2 separate regions of the Sus scrofa genome follow, and region 1 is linked to region 2. The links are chromatin contacts, called in public HiChIP or PLAC-seq maps. All regions are on one chromosome and are shown on one strand. Each heading gives the region's core, a stretch centred on a gene start, on an enhancer-like site or on the middle of the called end of the contact. The rest is flanking DNA. Distances are from core to core; before and after follow the strand shown. Region 1 has its middle 75 kb from the start of MIR7143. Region 2 has its middle 52 kb from the start of ENDOD1.

What was found. HiChIP or PLAC-seq counts read pairs in DNA pulled down with a chosen protein or histone mark.
Region 1: a contact with region 2 is called in an H3K27ac HiChIP or PLAC-seq map of skeletal muscle. The contact joins two enhancer-like sites. A contact is called at or near these places in 4 of 47 Hi-C or Micro-C datasets (embryonic fibroblasts, epiblast stem cells, fetal skeletal muscle and 1 more) and 2 of 2 datasets of contacts at active chromatin or transcription factors (alveolar macrophages and skeletal muscle).

What each region holds. Positions count from the first base shown.
Region 1 is chr9:27,377,483-27,384,938 of Sscrofa11.1, reverse strand. No RefSeq gene overlaps it. Among named protein-coding and RNA genes, the nearest start is that of MIR7143, 75 kb to the right of the region's middle. Within about 2 kb of position 3,123, at least 36 of the 83 cell types and tissues checked have an H3K27ac peak or open chromatin away from gene starts, as enhancers often do. A contact at or near this core is called in skeletal muscle, where this site is marked.
Region 2 is chr9:27,182,282-27,189,439 of Sscrofa11.1, reverse strand. No RefSeq gene overlaps it. Among named protein-coding and RNA genes, the nearest start is that of ENDOD1, 52 kb to the right of the region's middle. Within about 2 kb of position 1,504, at least 39 of the 83 cell types and tissues checked have an H3K27ac peak or open chromatin away from gene starts, as enhancers often do. A contact at or near this core is called in skeletal muscle, where this site is marked.

The DNA.
Region 1 (7,456 bases), core at 1,874-4,373, 190 kb before region 2:
TGCTTCTCTTAATTGCTCTCTCCAGGCTCTGTGCCCAGGCAAAGGAGGGTTCAGATACTTAGCCACTTAGCATATCTTTATTGAATAACTTCTCCATGCTGGACACCAATGTAAGCACTGAGGACATCACAATAGAAAGACAGACATGAAGTAGCTTATTCTTAAAGAGGAAAGGCAGATAATAAATAAGCAAACAGAAAGATAAAATTATTTCAGGTGGGGAAAAGCATTATAGATACAATGAAACAGGGGAATGTTTGAGAAAGTGACGACATGGGGGCAGCAAGGCTTCTTGAGACAGGTAGTCAAGAAAGGCCGTCTGAGAAGATAGTTGAATTGAACCTAAATGACCAGAAGGACATAGCTCTCGGCAGACCTGGAGGAGGCATATTCTGGCAGACGGAAGCAGCTCCCTTCCCCCTAATTCCCCAAGGTCCGCGTCAGAAGATGAAGAAAGCAGTACCTCTGTGTCATTTCTTCTCTTCTTAGATTTTCCCCAAGCCTGGATATCCACCTGGAAACTGCCCATTTGTTTTATTCCTTCAGCATGCATTAAGCATCTCTACGTGCCAGGTACTATGCTAGGCCCAGGGAATGTGCTATAATATCATCACTGACATCTGACCACAGACCAGGGGCAAGTCAGTGAATGAATCCAAATTTTAGACCGAGAACAGAATTCGATACTCACTGTCGACTCCATTTGGGTCAAACTTAAACTAGGGAGATGTGGGCGTAGGGGGGCTAAGTGTGAGTGTGTTTATCCAGATCAATGTGGACCTGGCAGCAGATGAGCTCACAGACCAAAAAGCCAAGTTTGCACATTTATTTCGCCAAGGCACACATAAGGTAAATCTTTTTGCACAGTGACAGGAACTGCCCGAGCCTCAGCCAAAGCAAGACCTGTTACACTCTGGAAAGCCAAGGCTGGGTCTGAGATAGTCATCCTGCCGCAAGGTTCACACGAAGCTGAAAATACAGAAGAGAAAAACAATGATCTCAGCATGGTAATTGCCAATAGGTGAACAAATGAAGCAGACAGAACGCGAACAGCCATTTGGCCGTCCTCCAGGAGAGGGGAGAGGGTGTGTGGCCAGTGCCCGTGTGGCACCTGCAAGAGTCGCACAGTCCAGATTAACCCGGTTAACAGTCGAAACCCAGTTATCCAACCATTCCAGCTCCTCCACATTCCCTGCTGCCCAAAAGCTTTCCTGGGGGCCTTGGAGGGAGCGGAGCCAGGAACTAGAGGGAAGAAAGGTGACAGTCTGGCATGAAGGGGAAGAGGGTGTCTTTTTTCCCCAACCTTCAAATATCCCAGTTGATCCTACTCTGCTAATATTTTCTTTTCCTGTGTGGATGTTCAGCCCCAGTGGCCAGCAATGTCCAAGGAAGCAGGAAACTTTGTTTTTGTTTGGGTTTGGCCAGGCTCTCTGGGCCTCCAGCTTGTTGTTTTATTTTAAGAAAGTGGCTGTGTGTGAGCTGGGGAGGCTTATGTGAGCTGGGGAGTCTGTTCGGAGCAGGTTTTGAGCAGAGATTTTTTTTTTCAAGTGCCCCACTTTCCAGAAGGGTTTAGTCCTGACCGGAACCAGGGGTGGGGGGGGGAGCTGAGTGAAAGACTGGAAGGGGTTACCCTGCCCCCACCCCCACCCCCACCCTGTGCGGATTCTGGCCCGGGGGCATTTTTCCTTGCACATGTCCACAGTGAGGGTGCTAATACCTGAAACCGCCCCATCTTGCAGAGATTCTGAAAGGATCGAGTTACCCTGAAAGTCACACAGGTACCGCCGCTGGCCTCCCCCAGAAAGCTCTCGGCTTGAGCCCGGGAAGAACACTGCCACATTTTTCTTGGCTTTTTATAGGGTGTTGATCCAAGGATCTGTTTTTACATTTGAATGCAGCGGTCGACTGGAGCATAATAGATGGCAGACCTTTGTATGGAATCTCTGTGAGGCTTCAGCAGGGAACTGTGGGCTGCAGCAAAGAACTGCTCTGTCAGCAGCTCAGCCCCTGGGCCCTCGTCCATGTTTTCCTTATTTTTAAAGGAGTCATTGACCTTCCACAGGCCTGGATCAAAATGGGGCGAACAAAAATGCTGCCAGACACGGCGGGATTGGAAGAGACTTCTTTCAGGGGCTGGAAAGGGCTTCATTGGGTCTATTTACTGTCATGGAAATTCTGAGTGTGACTTAGAGGCCTCCCTGGCTTGGGGCCAGATGGAAAGGTTTGGGGAAAAAAAAAAAAAAAGCAGAGACTCGATGGGGGGAGTCGAGGGGGTGGGAAAGCAGCTGCCCTGGCACAGCCCCCAGAGGGAGGCCAAGAGCCCCGGTGCCTATTGTGCAAAAGCAGATTCAGGAGTCCCAGCCAGTGTGGACCAAGGGGACAGCAACCGATGCCACTGCTCCAGGTGGCCCAGCTGGATGAGCATGCTGGGCATTTGGTCACAGTGGTTCTTGCCAAGGGAGGTCGCACCCCTCACGTCCTTCTTGCTTCCTTCATTTATTCATCATTTGTTCACTCTGCACACAGTTCTTATGCGTCTCCTGGGCTCGAGAGGGTGCTCAGCAACTGTGCTCCCTGCTGAGAATATAGAAATGACCAGCCCAGTCTGTGCCCACTACTCTGGAAGAGGACCGTCTAGCAAAACAGCTCTGCTCCTACAGGAAGCCAGACCAGAGGGCTGCCCTGGGTGGGGCCAGTCTCCCGCCTTAGCCCTTCCCCACGGGCGCTCTCCCCGGGCCCTTCAATTCATGCCAACCATCACCACCAGAATTCCAGCCCACCCAGGCCAGGAAGAGCTTCGTCCTCCGCAGTAGAGGCTGGCAGCGTCCAAGGGCACCCGTGTCCTCCCAGGTTTGGAAACCCCCCCCTTCAAGTGCAAAGGATGTCGGAGCTGCAGCGTCCCCCCTCCCAGGGGGATTTGCATGTCGAGGAGGATTATCGCCTCAGCTGAAGGCAAGGCTCCCCAGCACAGGCTTTCAGGTCTGGGCAGGAAAAGTAGGGTGTGGCGCGCAGTAGAAGAGAGACTTCCTAGAAACACAGATGTCACTCTGGGTAGGCAGCCTGCCCGTCCTGGGCTTTAGGCTATTCTGAAACTGAAAGGGGTCTGGAAACCATCTGGCAGGGGAGAAGAGACCAAGCCCGGGGCAAGCAGCCACGAGGGCTTCTCTGCTGCCCCTTCTCCCGGGCAGGCCTTCCTGAGCTCCCTGCAAGCACGGACTTGTTTTCTGCTGAGCTCCTAGGTTTGGCGTGTGTGTGTGTGTGTGTGTGTGTGTCGAATTGTGTGTGTGTGTGTGTGTGTGTTTACAGCCAGAAGAGAAACAGCCCGTGGGGAAGCGTGTGAGATAAAGGGGTTAGAGAAATGGCCCAGAGCAGAGGAGAGAGAGCGGGTTGGTTCTGGCCCGCCTCCAGAGCCACTGGTATTTTCTGTGGTTGACAATCCGGGCACTGGGCTTGAGGATGAAGGCTGCCTTCCGAGCTGGGGGAGGGGAGGCGCCTGGCTCCTTGGAAAGTCTTATTAACACCACGCTAATGGCCTTGTCATTAATCATCAGGGTGAATTTGGGCTACTGGGGTTGTGCCTCTAATGGTACAATTGCTATCTTTATTTCGGGAACCTCTGAGACGTAGACGTCCCTCTGATCAGGATTCCCATTACCACTGCTCTCTGTAATTCCAAGGAAACTTCTAGAACCAAGCGAAGGACGGTAGTGTTCTGTCTTCCGCTTTACAATTCTATTCTCAAGATTTCTAGATCTCGTTAACACTGATTTATCTACCTGGGTGGAGACAAAATAATTCAAAATATCAGACAACTTAAGTGATGAGTTTTTATATACCCCAGTACAAATACGGTTTTTTTTTTTTTTTTTTTCCGCCTCCCAACTGTCTTACCTTTCTTCTTACTGGGATAGAGTTAATAGAAACAATTCCATGAAAAGGAAATCTGTTACTTTTAGAAATAAATCAATTCAGACATTGGGGTGACGTTTAGTTTTATGCTATCTGTAAAGAAAAAGTTTGCTTAGTAAATAAAGACAGTCAACACAATCCCAGTGCAATTTTGTTAAGCCTACTTGGAAAAATACATACTTTAAGAACTGGAACAGCAGTCATGTACACGTAAACATTTTTTTATGCTACTTCAAATCATTATCTTTTCTTAAAAGCTGACCCTCAAAGAACCTCATTGATATCATTTTTAAACCTCATTTTTACAACCCTACCCCTATTAGAAAAATAAAATTCAAAAGCTTTATTCTTTGCATTGATGTTCCTCAAAGTTAACTTGAGTTAATGATGTTGGTATATGTTAGTGGGTCTACACTCTGGGGCTACTAAATGGATGGGTGGATAGGTGGAATCTAGAAAAAAATCTGATTTCTGTCCCCATTTCTCTCAGGTAGAGGTTTCAGGGTCTCACTCAGGAGGCTCTTTGGGACCTAGAAAGTCTGTCCATTCCTCTCAAGAATTCTTCACCATCCAAGACACGCTTCCACCCATGACAGACATGGCAACTCACTAACTCCAGGCCAACTCCAGCCTGATCCAGAGTATCCCCTTTTCCACCCCATCACTTGCGCCTACCTTGGTTTTTCGGCCAGTTACCCATTTGGATTTGGCTCTGCTTTGTATTCACCTCCCCAGGATTTGGCAACCAGGATGTGCAGTGAACAAATTGACCTGCAGACGGATCTAGGATTGAAATTCAGCTTTGAGTCATCACTAACCCTTCTTGACGCCTGATCTTCTCCTGCAACTTTTTTTTTTTGGTCTTTTTGCCTTTTCTAGGGCTGCTCCTGCAGCATATGGAGGTTCACAGGCTAGGGGTCTAATCGGAGTTGTAGCCACCAGCCATAGCCGCAGCCGCAGCAACAGCAATGCCAGATCAGAGCTGCGTCTGCGACCTACACCACAGGTCATGGCAACCGCAAAGCCAATGCTGGATCCTTAACCCACTAAGCAAGGCCAGGAATCGAACCCGCAACCTCATGGTTCCTAGTCCAATTCGTTAACCACTGAGCCACGACGGAACTCCATCTCCTGCAACTTTTGGCAAGTTGTGTTTCTGCCTCACTCCCCCAGCCCAGACCTCCCCTCCCCCAGCATCCTCGCCAGGCCCAGACTGTGGAGAGGGAGCAAGATTAGACAGTCTTTTCACAAACTCTCTCGGGAACGCCTGTCTCTGATGTAGGTTAAACTCCTACTGGCTGCTAACTATCTGGTTGCCAATCTAGACAGCCTTGGATTCAGCACAGCTCTTCTTCCAGAAGATGTAATTAATGCTATTTAGGGAGACATGGTTCTCTGCCACTAGGTTGTGAAACCTTCCACTCCAGAGTGAAATGATTGATGACTTCCGTACTAAGCTCTTTCTATGTTCCTCATCTCTTATTTTCCCTTTAATAGCAGCATTCTTTTTATTCGGCCAAGAAAGCCCCTTTATTTTTTTCTTGACTTTTCAATAGACCCAAACATTCTCCATGAATCTAATTCTGTCTTTAATACTTTCCCAAAGTCCCAAAGTTTTCGCTAAAAGAGTTTTTAATATTTTATTTACAAAACAAGAATACATTAAACATAAGCACTCAGCTGCTACCATTTTTATATAAGATAGAAGTATAACATAAATCATATTTTTGTGTATTAAATATGAAGTAAATCCTCTGTTCTTACCATAGCTCCAGGGGACCTCTGAGATAAGCTTTTTTTATTTTTTTATTTTTTATTTATTTTTTCCCTTATGGCTGCACCCAGTGCACATGGAAGTTCCTGGGCCAGGGATTGAAACCAGCCACAGCTGCAACCTACTGGATCCTTTGACCCACTGTGCTGGGCTGAGGAATCCAACCTGCACTTCCACAGCTACCCAAGCCGCTACAGTTGGGCTCTTAACCTGTGGTGCCACAGTGGGAGCTCTTCAGATAAGCCTTGATGAAGTTTTAAGTGCCTTCCCTTCTAGACTTTTTCCAGCTTTCCACAAACAGGCATTGACATTTTCAAGCCAAATATCGAGTTTTCCTTGATTCCTCTTTGCTTCTCACCACACATGAACAATCAGGAAATTCTGGTGATTCTTCCTCCAACACCATCCAAAATCCATCCCATGCACTTCTTTTCATCTGCATCTTTGAGTTCAACCAGGCCACCCTCTTGTTCCACCAGTTGGCTGTGAAAGCCTCTAAGAAGTCTCTCCACTCTCACCTCTTCCCTTTAACACATCAATATGCTTGATGGCATGCAAACAATACAAACCAACTCAAGTTGACAAGAAAGAGGATTATTGGAAATTTCTTGGGAAATTCACAGACTTGATAAGAAGGCAAGAGGACTAGTCTCAGACTTTGCAGAAACACATGGAGGCCGAGGAGGTGCCTCTGTAAAATCACGGTCTAGACTGAGCTTGGTCAGCATGTGAGGCTGTCCTGCTAGACCTGGACTTCTCTCCGGCACAGAGAGTCTGGACCTCACTGGCCCCCTGGCCTGGCCACCTCTGCCACCACTGGAATAAATCTACCTTGTCCAAGCTCTTTGTACCCCTGGAACTGGACTTGGAATAGCTGGTAGAGCACCCACACCCAGCCTTAGCTGTCAGAACCAGGCGAGGGAACATCTGGCCCGTTCAGCTTCTGGAGGGGTTGGGGGTGGGGAAAGTCTCCCACCTGGACCCACCTGTGCAGGAACTCTCTAAGGACAGAATGGAGGCTCAGAGGCTGAAAACAGTGACAGCAGCCTAACAAACACCTATGTCCCATTTCCACACGACAACCTGAGAAAAGGTTCACAAGTAAATTAGACCAGACTGCTCCTCTATTTTAAACCTTCCAATGGTTTCCCATCCCCCAGAAAACATAGTCTGAACCATAGGCCCTAGGATGTCAGGTGGCCTGTGGCAGTTCCCCAGCGCTGGAAACCCATTGCCAGAGCGTTCAACAGGTCCACGTGGAAGCCAGTCTCATGCCCTTACTGTCCTTGACCTTACTGGAGATGCGAAGCGCTTCCCAGGGGCCTCTTTACGTGCATAAAGGTTCACATAAGTGCATCTGGACCCTGCTGCTGCTCCATGACTTAATTAGAAGCATTTGAAAACTCCCATTTAATTAGCTAATTTAAATTCTGTTCAGTTTACACGCCCACACAGGTCCAGGATCTAATGAGCATCTTCAACGACATCACCCCCATCTGCATAGTGGTCCACAGTTTACAATGTGCTTTCAAGTACTTTAAACCCTCTCATCCTCAAGAGGCTCCTGTCAAGACATAGGAGAGATGTTACGACCTGATTTTCACAGGTGAGAAGACTCAGTCTCAGAGGTCAAAAGCTCGGCTCAAGTGCACCAAGTGTCAAGGGAGAAGCGAAGCCTAGGTTGAAACCTACCTCTCCTTAACACTAAATGCCTCTTGGCACCATCAAATTCACCACTAGGCTTGATTGAAGGGTACGAGGAGGGGAATAAAC
Region 2 (7,158 bases), core at 255-2,754:
AGCATTTAATTGCATAGTGGGAAACGCTATGAACAAGATGTGCTGCTATAAGAAGAAATTCAGAGGCAGAGCCAGAAGCCCGCTGCATGCGGCTCCAAGCCCAGGGCTTGTGCCTCTAAGGAAAACGCTCAACCGAGTGCCTGACACAGAGCAGAGGCTGCCGCACGCTAACTGAAGTGCAAACTGAAGAGATCTCACAAAACAGGGAAAACCTCCCCTCAGCCTGTCTCAGAGGCTGCCCAGCCATCCTCCCCTCTCTCTGTCTCCCTGCAGGCGCCCATGCTTCCTTAAAAAGCAAACAGTTCTCAGGAGGAGGAATAAAAGGACAGCCACCCGGACAGAGCCAGCTCACACTGGCTGTGCTAGAGACACGATGCCCAGGGCCGCTCTTCCCTAGGACTTTCCGCAAGTGAGGGGGCGGCTTGGATCTTCCGGGGGACGCTAGATGAGCAAGGAACGACTGCAAACAGGGAAGACTTAGTCTCACCTCGCCAGTTGGGTGGAAAGAGGAGCGGATCCTAAAGGCGCCCGAGAACTTGGAATAAGGTTGCCCTCTGCCGGCGAACCTGTGAAATTGGCCGATAAGCCGATAGGCCAAGAACGGCTGGACTACACTGTAAGCGGCGTGCTTGCATCTGCGATGCGCCCCATCTCGCTAAAAAGGGGAGACGCAGGTCTAGGTAAGGGCGAGCCTTAGGAAGCTCATGTAAATATTTGATCACAGTGAGATGGGTTAACAGGCTGTCCGAGGCTGATGTCCCCATACCTTTGATTCCTTTAACTCCCCTGCTCTGAGCTCACAGAAGCTTTGCCTGCTCTGGCCTCCCCTTGGGGCCTGCCTGCAGGGAGGGGAGGCACCCACAGAGGCACTCACAGGCGCGGACCCCAGCTTCCCTTTCTTGGTGTCCATTAATAAATGACAATCCGCGTGGTTAGATTCGCCCAGCCTTTCCCAGGAGGGTCATCCGAGCGAGGCCGTCGGGGATGTGCGGGTTCCACACGCGGGGGCCCTGGGTAGGGTCGCGAGAGGGCGAGCGGGGCCCCGACCCCCTAAGCTGAGCGCTGCCCTCCCGCAGGCCACCTGACTTCCTGGACTGGGATCGGATCCCACCAGGGGGTTCAGAGAGTCCAAAGAGGCCCAGAGGGCAATGCAGAATTGGGGAGATGAGAGTGCAACTTTCTGGAAAGACACCAAGTCTTCCCTCTGACCCTCAAATTCTCCCAGCCCTTGGAAGGGGAGGAAGGACGCGATCCGGCCACCGGGAAGGAGCCTGGCAGTGCCCCTTGGCCTTTGCCTATTTCTTTGGGTTCATTCCGCCCCTCCCCACCCCTCACCCCCCGGCGCCGAGTGGCACAGAGATGCAGGGGCCGGGTGGGTGTCTAGGGTGGTGGGGGCAGCCGTGTTCGGACGCGCAGCTCCTCCCGCGCAGGCCGAACCCCAGACTGGAGCCTTCGCCGTCGGACTCGACCCGCTGCCCTCACGGGGAGCGCCATCTGGAGGCGGGCGCGGCAGACAGCGATAAAGGTGAAGAAAAGCTCCTTAAACCCTGGTCCTTTCCTCCTTAGAGCCTTGGAGGGGGTGCCCCCGAGCAGCGGACAACCCCCAAATAGAGAATTGAGGGCTACCGACCCAGCAGCCCTCTTCCTAGAAAAGTAGCTCCTTCCACCACCGCCCTCATGGGGCTTGGGGAGTGGCCAAAGGAGGCGCCGGGTTTCCTTGCCGATGGGAATCGTGTGCGTGCGTGTGTGTGTGTGTGTCTGTGTGTGTGTGTCCTCCGCAGCTGCACAATCGCCCGCTTTCGAGACCGAGCACCGCTCCATCTCCTTACACTAGCGTGGAGTGAGAGTGGGTTAAGTTTATCCCGGCTTCGGGCCCGGGAGTCATCGCATCTCTTCTCGGCGCGGGAAAAAGCAGGCTGCGTGGGACTGGGAAAGGCACGCAGTCGCCCAGAGCAAGGGGCGGTGCGGTCACCTGGCCGCCTCCCTGGGAACCTCGGGAACTGGGTCAGCCACCTCGCAAGGCGGGACAGACTGGATCCCTCCCAAGAAAGGGAGCGGCTTTCTCTCCGGCCCACCCCAAGGGAAAATAAACGGTCTCTGGCACTGTCCCGCATTCCTGATTTTTAACAAACTACTGCTGGAGGCTGGCCACTGTGTTTGCTCCTGGGGGTTGGAGGGGAGCAAACCCGCCCACACCCAGGCCTGCGGCGGAGCCAGCGCCCCCGCAGCGAGCTCTCCCGGAACAATGCCTCTTTGTAGCGCGCCCTCCCGGAGGATGCTGCCCTCATCCTGGCAGGGCCCGCCCCGCAGAGGACTCCGAGGACATCGCCAAGCCTCACTCTCCCTGAGAGCTCTTCCTCGGCCTGGGCAGAAAGCAAAGCAGCCTTCCTAAGCCTTCCCAGGGGTGGGCGGGAAGGGCGCTAACTTTTCCAGCGCTCTGGGTGTGTGTCAGCCTTGGGTTCCTCCCCGACAGCCTTATCCAGAGAATTATGACCTGCCCTTAGGTTATGTGCCTGGCCCTAAGACGGTAAAAGGCAGAGGGGAATCTCTAACTCAGCGCTGTTTAAGAGAAACTGTGTATACGTATATAATTTTTTTTTTCTTTCCATCGGCCAGGGTGGAGGGTCAATGCCATTTTGACATTGTCCCTGGCACTCGCTTGACTCAAGTTCTTCCATATGCCCCAATCAATAACATTTTCCCACCCCTCTCCTTCACTCATCTCCTTGGTTGCCTGGTAGCAGTGGTCACAGTGTCACGGGGGGGGGGGGGGGGGGGGGGGGGCCCTCTGCCTCCTCATGGGGTTCTGGGAGGACAGTGCCTTCTGTTGGCAGTTGCTTCCAGAATGGTCCTCTCCCCTCCTGCGGCTCAGCCTTCCCTCAACGCTCACACCCACCTCTCAGAGCACTGCCAGGACCCAGGAGCACCTGGGCTCTCCCAGCCACTCTGCACGAGGCCTGAGCCTCAGGGGTGCTGTGGATAAGGGCTACACCCACCTGCCTTTGAGGAACTATTTGGCAGCATCCACACAGGATAGAGCCGGTCCCAGACCAAGGATGACGGCCAAAGGCACAGGGCAGTGGGTGATGGCTCTGGGGTCGCTAAAGAACTACAGACCCACAGTAGAGACTGCATGGCTCCTTGGGTAAATACTAACATGGGGGTGCTGGTTATCTGGGGGGAGGCATAGGTGAGGTATCTGCACTGACAGCTCCATTCCTCACAAACTTCTTCTCCCAACACCGCCACCCCAACAAGGCTGCCTGCACTCTTCCTCTATTTGCACTGGCAATGGACCACTTCTTGCCGGATGCCTCAGTACACATGGAAAGCTTAATATATTTGAAGGAGGCTTGTATGCTATATGGATGCCAAGACACACGCACACACACAGACTGAACTCAATAAATACAAATAAAATGCCCTTCACTGGGCAACCGATCCATGCAAAATCTGCAACCTCTGATGGATCCCGACTGTGTGGATCGACCAAAAGGAAGGCCAGGGTAATAATATACCGACTTCATGGACCTCAGTAACATTTTTTTTTTCTTTTTGCCATTTCTTGGGCCAATTCCCTTGGCGTGTGGGGGTTCCCAGGCTAGGGGTCGAATAGGAGCTGTAACCACTGGCCTACGCCAGAGCCACAGCAACGCGGGATCCAAGCCGCGTCTGTGACCTGCACCACAGCTCAGGGCAATGCTGGATCGTCAACCCACTGAGCAAGGGCAGGGACCGAACCCGCAACCTCATGGTTCCTAGTCGGATTTGTTAACCACTGAGCCACGACAGGAACTCCTTGGACCTCAGTAACTTTGAGGCAGGATGGTCAAGTGAAACGTGTGTAGCCTCCCATCTGGCTCAGAATCCCAGTTCTGACACTCACTGTGTGACCTTGAACCACTTATTTAACCTGTCTGAGCTTCAGATTCATCTTCCACAAAAATAGACATAATAATTCTTTATCTTGGCAGGCTATTATGAAGAGTGAATGAAATAACATATTTTAAATTTCCTATAGTACACAAAGTATTCATTTCATTGTTGAAAATTCTATTAGAACTGAAGCCAAAAATGATTTCTGTGATCACAGGCTTAAATCCTCTGGAGACAGGCCATCAGAGGTCTTTGGGAGCCTCAAGCAGAATCTGCAGATATTTAGAAAGGACAAAGAGAAGGTAGAATGAAGCCTGGGGGTTCAGGGACTTATTCACTCTTGGTTCCCACTTTGGGTGCACAGGGCAGAAGCATGGTGTACTGGCAGCATGAGTATGTTTTGGCAGCTTTTTAAAAATTGCCCCCTTTAAAAAAATTGTCCCCTTTTTTCTTTTCTTTCCTCCTTTTTTCTGTCTTTTTGGGGCCACACCTGTGGCATAGGAAAGTTCCCCTGCTAGGGGTCAAATCAGAGTTGTAGCCGCCGGCCTACACCACAGCCACAGCAACACCAGGTCCAAGCCACATCTTCGACCTACACCACAGCTCATGGCAACGCCAGATCCTTAACCCACTGAGCAAGGCCAGGGATAGTATTTGCATCTTCATGGATACTAGTCGGGTTCTTAACCTACTGAGCCACAGCAGGAACTCCTGTCGCCTTTCTTGTAATAAATGTGTCCAACTCTAGTCTCCTCCCTTCCCTCTTTCCTTCACTCCTTTCTCCTTCTCTGTTTCTTTCCACATCCACGGGATTGCAGTTCGCCCTTCTGAATCTCACTTTCCTCCTCTGGAAAGCTTGCCAGAGTAATTCATGCAGTTGTAATAAGGATTAAATGAGATGACATGTATTCAACAAATCAATCCTATTTCCCTTAAGTGACTTCATCTTGTCCTCTTCCCTGTGGACTTCTAATGCTCCTTGGTCCCCAATCTTCCCATTTTCCACAGAGACTGAAGGTGAGACTGGACCAGGCCCAGACACGAGGGATGGGACTGGGATTCCTTTACTGCATCCCACCCTCTGGGCTGCGGCCCACTGAGGATGAATGTCTTTATGGTTGGCTGTTAATATCAGCTAACAGTCTCCTACCACCAGCCTCTAGACATGCAGAGTTCCCGAATCATTTACTTTTAGGAACTCCCCCTGGGTGTGTGGTCACAACTCGGAATCCTAGAGTAAATGAATTCAATACTGTAAGTTGATTCGATTTGGGGCCAGGCCTAAACTCAACAACATTAAAAATGTACCACCCTGCACCAAGGACTCTTTGGACAGGTTGTATACAGGGACTTGGAGTGTTCACCTTCGCACTGTGTTTGGGCTTAGAGATCTGGCTTCTCCTTTTTGAGGAGAGTCCTGAATATTCTAGAGCCCTGCAGGAAAGACTCTCCCGATAAGACTCTCCTGACCCCACCCAAGACTCTCCCCTCTGCTGTGTTGCCTCCCTTGACAGCTCAATCTGAGTTGACTGCTTGATGCATTTATCTATTCTGTAGCCATTTACTGTGATGCCTGCTATGGGGCCATGGGGAGGGGGGCAGTAATAAAGGTTCAAGGCCCTTTGCCCCTCATCGGGATATCTCTGAAGCGCTAGCTCCGCTTGAGAATGCTTCATGGACCCACTGAGTTCTTCCAGTGCATCACAGCCACCTTCTCCTTGGCGAGCTCCTGTAGTTTTATGTTCACCTGCAAGTGTGCTCCCTGAGCACTTCCCAATTAATCTCCATTCACACGCATCTCATCGCAGAGTCTGATCCCTGGGGAGACCAACCCATAACTCAGAGCTTCCTGGAAAAAACATGGAAAGTGGACCAGGACACACCAGTGTTTATGCCTTTTTTTTTTTTTTTTTTTTTTTTTAGGGCCACATCCTTGCCATATGGAGGGTCCCAGGCTAGGGGTCTAATCGGAGCTGTTGCTGCCAGCCTACACCACAGCCACAGCAATGCCAGATCCGAGCCGCGTCTGTGACCTACACCACAGCTCACGGCAACGCTGGATCCTTAACCCACTGATCGAGGCCAGGGATCGAACCCACAACCTCATGGTTCCTAGTTGGATTTGTTTCCACTGCGCCACAAAGGGAACTCCCACACCTGTGTTTTAATCCTCCTTCTGTCACTTAGTGGTGTGTGACTTGGGGCAAGTTATTTAGCCTCTAGAAATTTCATTTTTCACCTGGGGGAAAAAGATTATTGTGAGAATGAAATGAGTTTACATAAACTGTGTAAGAGCCTGGACCACGGGAGCTGCTCCCTAAGTGTTAGCTCTTCCTTCAGTGGATTTCTCAAAACAATATCCCAAATCCCACTAGAACTATGTTTCTAGATTATACATTATTATTATATTTCTAGTTTATACATTTTACTAGGATTTGTGTTTTTATATTCTTGAAAATAATACTCCATCTTTGAAAGTGGTGACTCTTTCATTATTCAGTTTTTAGAATACTGCTTTAGGTAAAGCTTAATGGTTAAGAAATCAGAGGAAAAGGAGTTCCCATCAGTGGTTAATGAATTCAACTAGGAACCATGAGGTGGTGGGTTCGATCCCTGGCCTTGCACAGTGGGTTAAGGATCCAGCGTTGCAGTGATCTGTGGTGTAGGTTGCAGATGCAGCTCGGATCTGGCATTGCTGTGGCTCTGGTGTAGGCTGGCGGCTACAGCTCCTATTCGACCCCTAGCCTGGGAACCTCCATATGCCGCGGGAGTAGCCCTAGAAAAGACAAAAAAAAAAAAAAAAAGAAAAAAGAAATCAGAGGAAAAGAAGGCAAGAATATATAGTGGAGAAAAGAGTCTTTTCAGCGAGTGTGTTGGGAAAGCTGGATAGCCTCATGTAAATCAATGAGGTGAGAATACACCCTCATGCAATACACAAAAATAAACTAAAAAATGGCCTAAAGACTTAAACATAAGACATGACTTTATAAAACTCCTAGAAGAGAACCTAGGCAAAACATTCTCTGACGGAAATCATACCAAGGTTTTTTTAGGTCAGTCTCCCAAGGCAATAGAAATAGAAGCAAAAATAAGCAAATGGGACCTAATCAAACATCTAAGCTTTTGAATAGCAAAGGAAATTGTAAGCAAAATGAAAAGACAACCTACAGACTGGGAGAAAATATTTGCAAACAATGCAGCCAACAAGAAGTTAATTTCCAAAATGTAAACAGCACATACAACTCAATAACAACAACAAAAATCCAAAAAATGAGCAAAAAA